2 separate regions of the Xenopus tropicalis genome follow, and region 1 is linked to region 2. A link is a contact called in public Hi-C data. All regions are on one chromosome and are shown on one strand. The core of a region is the stretch at or near the end of the contact, and the rest is flanking DNA. Distances in the headings are between cores, read along the strand shown.

Region 1 (4,931 bases), core at 1,371-3,870, 190 kb after region 2:
AGAAGTGAATTTACACTGTTGATTCAATGTGGGCGGTCAGAAGCAGTGCACATTGTGTTCAAAGTTTTGTTTGCATTTCTCTGGTTTGATTGACAGTTCATGCTCCACTGGGTTCACAGATGACTAGAAACATATGTCCAGTCACTTTTCTTTGATGTGTTTTATGACTGGCACTTTCTGACAAACCACAGCGCTGGACAGTGAGAATTGAGTTGACACAGAGTACATCAAGGAAATGTAACTGAAAATATGGTTTCTATAATCCTCATGTACAAAAGATCAGACAATATAAACCCTTCAAGCGTCACAGATTGTAGACTGAACAATGTGTGGATAAAGGTATAAAAGTGCCAAATACCGTAGATTCTATGATCAGCAGACACATGGAAACCACTGCTTTTAAAACTACATCCTGACCCCCTGCAGCACCTCTTGCCATCTTGGGCCACATGATGGCTCTCTTGCTTGTTCTGGCAGTCCTCCAGAGTATGCCAGCCTGTACCTAGTACTAAGCATGCACACAATGTTTACACAAACACACACTTTTTTGGGAGGAAGAGGAGGAGGGCTTTTGCACATTCACTGCACACATAAAAATTGTTTTCACATTTTTTTTATTTGATAGCCTTTTGGCCAAAAAACTCCTGTTGACTTCTGTAGAAACTTAGCAGCATTTACTTGCCAAGTTTTGTCTTGCTGCTCAAGATTTGAGTTCTTTGCTACTTTTTTTGTGAATTGAAAAAAAGCGCAAACTTAAATTTTAATAAACTGGCCACTAACTTTTGTACTTCTAAATCATACAGGGTATTAAACTGCTCAGAAGACCCATCATTCATATTCACAATGTTTTATTTCTGTACCTAAGGACATGTAGGAGATAAGATGATGAAATCAGCTTTGGGGTGTGATTTGATTTTTAATAAATAAGTTAACACCTAATTGTATGTTACAGGGTGAGCATCAGGGTCTTATTTATATATAGGCACCCAAAGGCCTGTGCCTAGTGTAGCAGCTTTTTTTTAAAAAAAATAAAACCTGGCTGGTTGGCTGGCTGGCTTGCGACACTGCAAATACATTTACAGATAGCTTTTAAAACACTGAAAAAACATAATTACCGTATATAGGAAAGTTGTCTAGAATTACATTTTCTTTCAGTATGCAAAAATAGATTTCGGGTGGAGCAAATCATTTATTGCAAAAAGAGGTGTGAGATTTGTCAGTTACTAAGAACTTTATTAAAGGAGACATATTTGATAAATGGGAAACCCCTAACCCTGTAGGCAATTATGAATAATATTCGGTGCTGGTTTCCCTTTGGGCTAAACATTAATCCTATCTGTAACAATGGCCCCTTTATTGGAGCTCCCTATAGATCCTATCTCTTCTCTGCCCAAGTTTGAAATGGAGAGTGGGTGTGTCCTAACAGTCCCTGCCAGAAGCACAGTAGGAGGGGGAGAGCCAATCACAGCCCTGCAATCACACAAGCAAAGACAGGCTTCAGTTCCCTATCAGGTCAGCCTAGCTGCTGATTGGTTCCTATCCTACAGTGCAGGGTATGGAGGGCCGCCGGCTCCCCAGCTCATCCAGAGAATTCAGCCAGCAGGAAGTGGCACAGATGGGCGGGGCTAGTGGGGTTTTGGGTGGATTTCTCAATAAATCAGTCAGAAACACAACTTTTTTAAGCACAATCCTTCTATATCTAGAGGAGTATAATTCATTGGTACATTCATAATTTTTATAGGATATGTCTCCTTTAAAAACATGTATATAAAGAAGAGGGTAGAAAAACGAAATGTAAATAATTTTAATTGTCTGTTTAGCCAGATCAGCCAACAGATGTCGCTATAACCATAAAAAATAGAATCTGAAAAACCCTGTGTTGTTAATGACAAGATCAATTAGACAGCATTAAAGAGCATCTATCATATCAAAACTGTTCACCCTAACAGAACACCTCCAATGGGGAAAACAATTTTGATGTGACTTGTCACATGAACAATAAAATTGTGATTTTTTGTGTGTGTTCAGTTTAAGATTCAACCCAAGAAGTGCTCTGCAGTCCAGGAATAGGAAATGTAATTAAATTCACAGCATTGCAGCAACAAAACCACCTCATGGTTTATGTACCCCAACACCTTTTGCCGACAGTCCCTGAAGGTAAAAAACAGGGCCACCACGGAATTCATTTTTTAAATTTAGGAATAATATATAAACATATTGACTTGAAAAACAACACATATACATATATAACTTTTGCATATACCCCAGTTACGTTACACGTTTTCACACTAACACAGTATGCATCATTTCAATCTGAAATTTCCCCTCACATGTGAAACATACCTTCCACTGCTACCATTCTGAACGCACCCCACGCACCATGTCACTTCTATGTGTAGCAGGGTTGCTTAGCAACCTAATGGCACACCCATATCCGGCCATGATGCTACACCCAACACTGCCAGTTACATCGAATCCACAAACCTCAGCTATTTTCCTAAGTACCGCAAATGATTATCGGACTACATTGTAGCTGCAGTTTTCCTGAGCCAGAAAGAGTAAGTTTGGCTGCTTTAAACTTTGTATAGTGCCGCGCAAATAAGAAGCGGAAGTTCACTGGCAGCCATCTTGCTCAGCCAATGTTTAGTGCACCCATTCGCTCAGACAGCTGGTTACCACGTCACCGACATGCGTACACAGCTGTGCTTTGACTGACGCAGGGGTACATTTCACATCTTACAGAACGGTTTCTCGGCTTCTAGTGTTGTCTTTTCTGAGGCTTGCTGCATCCCATTCCTTTTTTAATCCAATGCTCCCTTCCCCAGGCATATGCATTAAAGGAATTCTTATCAAATGCGCTGATAATCTTTTGAACCTTGCCCAGTTCTCCCATCCCTTTCCATTGCAGGCAAGCAGTGAGTTGTCAATTCGAGTACAAAGTGACGTAGAATAAATCTCTAGCAGCCACATACCAGCATGTTACACAAAACGTTGTTTTTCATACCCCATCCCTCTGCCTGTCTTACAGTGAGTGTCCCTGGTGATAATTAATTGAAATTGGCAAACCCACTTTCAGAAACTGAAAATGCCTACTGTGGAAAAGAATTAAATAAAATTAAATTGCCTGCGAATTGTAACCAACAGTATTTTATTGCAATAATGAAGGATACTATAATACTAGGATAAATGTTCCGATTTGGGGACAGATGTCCATTAACATAGGGTGTGAATGCGTGTCAGTACGTTTGTGCGTTGTAACTAAGTTGTTACAGCAAATATCGATCACAAGAGAGCAGCACTAGAACACCTTCGCTTGTACTTCCTGGTTTAAGTTCCAGACATGACGGACTATTCACCTTAAGAGCTGGGTGCGGGGCTTTGAACCAATCAAATGCCGATCGCTCTCAAAGGGTGTGTAACTGACAGCTGCATTATCCAACCAGATAAGTAAGGTTATTCTGTTTATGAATGCGGACGGTGAGTGATGTAGAGAGAAGAAGCAGGTGAGGAAGAGGCTCTTACGTTCTTTGTGAATGTATATGGTTTGGGGGGATTGAGCCTTAAGTAAAACGTTACAAGCAAAAAACTTTGTATCTCTAATGGAACTAATGGTAATCCCTTCAAAACTATTCGTATGTATCTTTTTGTAGATGTGTATGTGGCAAGAAGCCGACTTGCTTATACATGATCAAAGCAGGGAAGTAACTGCGGCGGAAGCGGATGACTGTTGGTTGTGTAGGGGGCGCTCTGGAACATTGACTGGTAAGCAGTTTCAGTACATTAAGAAAAATGGCTTTCCCTAAAGTTTGGGGGGGGTCGAAAATTGTTTTGATGTGGGGACAAGTAGTTACATCACTGGATGGAAGGTTATGTATATTGTCCTTACCATAAAGAGGTTTTGATCTTGAGATAGCACAAAGTCTCTGCATGTTAAGTAATCTCTGAATGGTTAAGTGTACCAGGCACATCAAAACGGGGTGGGGTGGAGGGCGCTGATTCCATGTATTATACACATAATTGCCGCTGCTTTTATTCTGGCATGTGTTCTACTTTATATGGAATTGGCACTGTATATGTTCTGCAATGTGTCCTGGGGGTATTATGTATGGAATTGGCACTGTGAGTATTCTGATGTGTGTTCTGGGGTTATTAAATATAGAATTTGCACTGCATTTATTCTGCCTTGTGTTCTGGGCATTAAACAGGGAGTTGGCACTAATTTTATTCTGCCTTGTGTACTGGAGGTATTATATACGGCAGGGATCCCCAACCTTTTATACCCGTGAGCCACATTTAAATGGAAAATGTGTTGGGGAGCAACACAAGAATGGAAAAGTTCCTGGGGGTGCCAATAAGAGCTATAATTAGCTACCTAATAGTCCCTATGTGGACAGGCAGCCTACAGAAGGCTCTGTTTGGCATTATACTTGGTTTTTATGCAATCAAAATTTGCCTCCTTACAAGAAATTCAAAAAATAGCACCTACTTTGAGGCCACTGGGAGCAACATCCTAGAGGTTGATGAGCAACATGTTGCTCACCAGCCACTGGTTGGGGAACAGTGATATACAGAATTAGCACTTTAAGTATTCTGCCATGTGTTCTGGGGGTATAAAACATAGAACTGGCAATTTATTTCTCGTGTTCTATTGGCATTATGCCTTGAAATGGTATTGTGTTTTTCTGCTATGTGCTCTGGCCATAATAGTTAATATATGGTCATAAAAATGTATTTTTCCTGAAGTTTAAGGGACTTTAAAATGATTTTGCTTTGAGGCCCAGTATCTTCTTATGCCACTGGGTAATAAACAAGGAAATGGGCAGTGTATTTATTCTGTCATATCCTCTAAGGGCATTATCCATTATTCTATTAATTCTGCAGTGTGTTCAGGCAACATTATACATGGCAAAAGGTGAATACAACTGACACTG
Region 2 (4,669 bases), core at 348-2,847:
TGATTCGATAAATAAACATTTGTGCCAGTATTTATTTAAAACGGGATCTAAACATGAATTGATATAAAAATATTCAGATCAGTCCTCTAAACACTTTTGCACTTTATGTTTATTTTTTTATTTTTAAGCAGTTTCTGAGATATTAGCAGATTTAGACAGTTTTATAGTGCTAGGCAGGCATTAGCTCAGGGGCACTAAATGCCCCTCCCATTTGACTAGATTTGGCAGGTTATTTAAAGTTTGAACACATTTCTGGTGGTTTTGGGGTCCTGTTTTATGTGTTATTACAGTTTTGCTGAAAAAGGTGAAATTGCTCTTTAGGCTGATGCCACACTGAGTGTATGGCGTATATTTTGGGCAATCGGAAAACCGCTTGCCGAAAATACTGCCATACGAATGAATGAAATATGCTCGGGTGCAGGCACATGTAGCCGATATCCGCCGAAGATACAAAGTCTTGCGTTTTTTGGTGGATATCGGCTACATGTGCCTGCACCCGAGCGTATTTCATTCATTCGTTCGGGTGCAGGCATAAGGTAAGCGAAACCTACAGTAGCGGAGCATATTCTCAGCAAGCGTTTTTCAGCTTGCCGAGAATACACCCATGTGGCATCAGCCTTATGCTGCAAGTCTCAGTTCCGCTAAGAGACCTGTTTAGCTTATTAGTTACAATTGTGTCTCAGTGCAGGTGGGGATTTTTACCTTTCTGGGCTCTCTGCCAAAACCTACTTATTTAATTAAGGCTGATGCCGGACGAGGCGTAGGGCGGATATTTTCAGCAAGCGGAAAAGTGCTTTCCCGAAAATCCCGCCCTATGCCTCCTACTTGTGCCTGCACCTGTATGAACAGGATAAGCTCGGGTGCAGGCACATGTAGCAGAAATACGCTTAAAAACACAAGAGTTTGAAAGCCTCACGTTTTTATGCATATTTCGGCTACATGTGCCTGCACCCGAGCGTATTCCATTCAATCAGGTGCAGGCACATTTTGGAGGCATAGGGCAGTATTTTCTGCAAGCGTTTTTCTGCTTGCCGAAAATATCTGCCCTACACCTCATCTGACATCGGCCTAAAAGCGATAAACAATGTTTCTAAGTGCAGGTGATGCTCATTAAGATTTCTGGACTCTCTGCCAAAAGCTACTTTTAATTAAATTTGTATATTTTTTAGCATTCAGTGTAGGAGATTAAAAGAAAATGAGGGACTTTTCAGTAAGAATACGGGACTGAGGGTTAAACTGCGGGACAGTTTGGAGGTATGGTGTCATGTTCCTGAATCATAATTATCCCTGCCAGCTTTAAAAACAGCAATAGAAGATCTTTGTTTTTTTTCAAAGCAGTCTTGGAATTATGCTGGAATTTTGCATGGAAAATGTATACCCAAATTGATAAATACAGTCTGGGTTTCAAAAATTGGTTCCACACATACAGGGGAAACACACTTTTGAATTTATAAGTTACATACAAAATATTTAACAGTATAACTGGTTTCAAGTAAAATAAACCATAAACCTTTCCTGAATCAGTATTTATGCCAGTTACAAGGATTGAAGTTTCTTACCTAGCAATCAGGAGAGATCCAGCAGAAACACAGTCTATATTCCAACAATATATAATCACCTCTGTGAATCTTGTTTGTTGACTTCCTACACTGCCTTTTGCTCTGGGCACGGCCTGCTTTCAGCCAATCTTACAGGTGTAGATCTGTCTCTGAACTGGTTGGGAATTGCTGCCTCACAGTGGTGTGTATCTCAAAGTGCAGTTGTGTCCTGTTACATTTTCACTTTACAGGTATTGGATCTGTTATCCAGAATATTTTGTATCAGGGATTGTGCATAAGGGATATTTTCATATCATTTCACCATACCTTAAAGGAGAATGAATGCAAGTCAAAATGTAAACAGCATACTGCCCAATAGTCCTCCTATTGTTTAGTAAAAACACCACACTTTTGGCTCACCTAATCAAATATTTACTCAGTCACACTTACTTCACATTTTCTAGAACAGGCAGCCATCTCTAAAAAGGTATTCTCCCTTCCTTTCCCTCCTTGCTTCATACTGCACATGTTTCATTCCCTCCCCCCCTCCCCTCTGGCAGATCCGCTTCTGATTGGCTGGTGGGCATGTGTAGCTCAGAACAGGAGACAGGATCAAGTTACACACATGCTCAGAGAATAGGAAGGCTGCCGCTGGCAGCCTACAGGAAGGGGAGAGAGATTTCAGTGATGTCACTGTAGTCTTCACACTGCTGTAGGCTGCCAGCACCATATCTCAGAGAAGCAAGCAGGGATCTGGGAATTTAGATATGCAGTAAGTACTTAAAAATAATGCCTTTAGACTTACTTTTAATTTATATTAACCTTTCATTGTCCTTTAAGTCTGCTAAAAAAAACATTTAAAGATAAAATTGAATTGTTTTGCCACTAATATGGATTTATGTAGCTTAGTTAGTATCAAGTATAAGGTACAGGTATCTGAACCCTTATCCGGAAACCCATTATCCAGAAAATTCTGAATTACGGCCATCTCCCATAGACTCCATTTTATTCAAATAATTCACATTTTTAAAAATGATTTCCCTTTTCTCTGTAATAATAAAACAGTAGCATGTATTTGGTTCCAACTAAGATATAATTAATCCTTACTGGGGCCAAAACAATCCTATTCGGTTTAATTAATTTTAAATAATAATTTTATTAGTAGACTTAAGATAGGAGATCTGAATTACGGAAAGACCCCTTATGCGGAAAACCCCAGGTCCCAAGCATTCTGGATAACAGGTCCCATACCTGAACTGTCATCATCAACATAATTTATTTATATACAGTAGCACTAGCAAGTTATGCCACCCTTTACTTAATTTATAGCAAACATTGGTCTTTTTAAATTAAAGGGCCCTACGCTGTTATTAGTAGTTGCTTAAAATGTATGCTATGGGATCAACTGGTGGTGAATCATGTTCTCAATTTTTTTTCCTATAATATATTGTTTATTATCTTATGAGTGTATGGATATTATTGGGTATTATGCTTTTTTTTATTATGAGGTAGCCGTCTATCATTTTGGTAAAATACATTTCTTATTGGTAACTGTATCGTTTGTTAAGTGGGACATTTACCCTGGGCATAAATATTGGAATAGACTTTATTTATGGCTTTAAATTGTATGACCTTGAACTGTAAAGGGTTAAACTCCCCTGCCAAGAGGTCATTTCTTTTACTTGAGATTGTTAAACAAAAACCTGATATTGTATATCTACAGGAAACTCATTTTACCAGCGATAGTGCTAAATTACTAAAAACTAAACCGTAATATATACCATGCGGTGGGGCAGAAAAAAAGGCTGGGGTATCGATTTTGGTAAACAACAATGTTATTTTTCAGTACCAGTACCAGCAACACTATGCAGATGCCCTGGTTAGATGCCTAATTATTTTATGCACAATTGATGGATTACCATTTATATTAACAAACTTGTATGAACCTAATGTGGGACAAAAGACTTTTCTTAGTCAGGCATTTAACACATTTTAGAACTAAAAAGGTAGGTTAATAACTGCTGGGGATTTTAATAGTGTGGAGAATTTGGCAATAGATAGGTCAAAAATATTTTCTACTGCAATTAATTATATGGATCTGAGTAATATCCTATATAATTTTGGACTATTTGATCCGTGGAGCATACAACATCCACTAATGAGGGATTATACATTCTACACATTGATTCATAAGACCTATTCTAGAATCGATTTTTTCTTAATAGATAGGGACTTAGTGGAGTCTATAAAAGATTCTAGAATTGGGAATATTACTTGGTTGGATCCCGCTCCCGTTTTTTTAAGTATAAAATCCATCTCCTCCCTGGCGGCTGAACCCTACATTACTGTCAACTCAAATGGGGAAGGACTTAATTGAGCAAAAGGTCAAAGATTGTTTTGATCTAAATGATATGGAAGATATTACAATAGCAACATTATTGTGGGCCCATAAGTAAGTTAACAGGGGGGAATTAATCAAATTGGGGTCCTTTTTGAAGAAACAAAGGGGTCAAAGATTGTCAAGAGTAACTAGGCAGCTGATAGAGTTAGAAAGATTAAACAAGATTTCTCCTTCTGAGGTTATCTCAAACAAATTGTGGTCTCTTAGGAGATAAGTGTATTTTTACTAGATCAAATGAAAATAACTTGTGGAAATTAAAGGTAGAGACATTTTATAAAGGCAATAGAGCGAATGCTCTTCTGAAATCGAGACTCCAGAAGCAATCGTTAAATAAAAGGATTTCCTATATAAAATGTAAAACATGGCGGGGGTGCAATGAGGTTGTTACCCCCAAAAAAATTTGGTTATATCTAACCTCCAGACTAAAAGCTGATGGTTCTACTACATTGATACCTTAGATATTCTTAAAAATAACTCACCAAGCATATTTTTTTTAAATAAACTAAATTGACCCCATACTATGCTATACTGTCATCCTGATCCAGGCTAATAGCTTAATATTCTTTTATGCCCAGTTAGACATCCCACTATTGTGCCCCTTGTGCCCCTCTAGTGTTAGCTGTGGGGCAAGTAATATGAAGACATCTTTCACAATGGCTAAGTGTTTAAAAATTGCAACAATTTGCCATGTGTTACAGGGAACACTAGCCAATAGACAGGGTTGGACTAG

Evidence for each region. A called contact is a pair of places that touch in the nucleus more often than the background predicts.
Region 1: a Hi-C map of neurula embryo shows a contact between it and region 2, with 2.3 times the contacts expected there. The contact joins the promoter of stpg1 here to the promoter of cyp4f2 in region 2. A contact is called at or near these places in 3 of 5 Hi-C or Micro-C datasets (gastrula embryo, neurula embryo and tailbud embryo).

What each region holds. Positions count from the first base shown.
Region 1 is chr2:81,030,530-81,035,460 of UCB_Xtro_10.0, forward strand. stpg1 (O(6)-methylguanine-induced apoptosis 2) reads right to left here and starts at 2,621. Exons shown (of 8, transcript XM_031896897.1): 1 at 2,344-2,621. The coding sequence starts at 2,359. It overlaps nipal3 (NIPA-like domain containing 3), which reads left to right and starts at 3,663. Exons shown (of 12, transcript NM_001016927.2): 1 at 3,663-3,762.
Region 2 is chr2:80,839,398-80,844,066 of UCB_Xtro_10.0, forward strand. cyp4f2 (cytochrome P450 family 4 subfamily F member 2) reads right to left here and starts at 1,598. Exons shown (of 13, transcript NM_001016020.2): 1 at 1,560-1,598.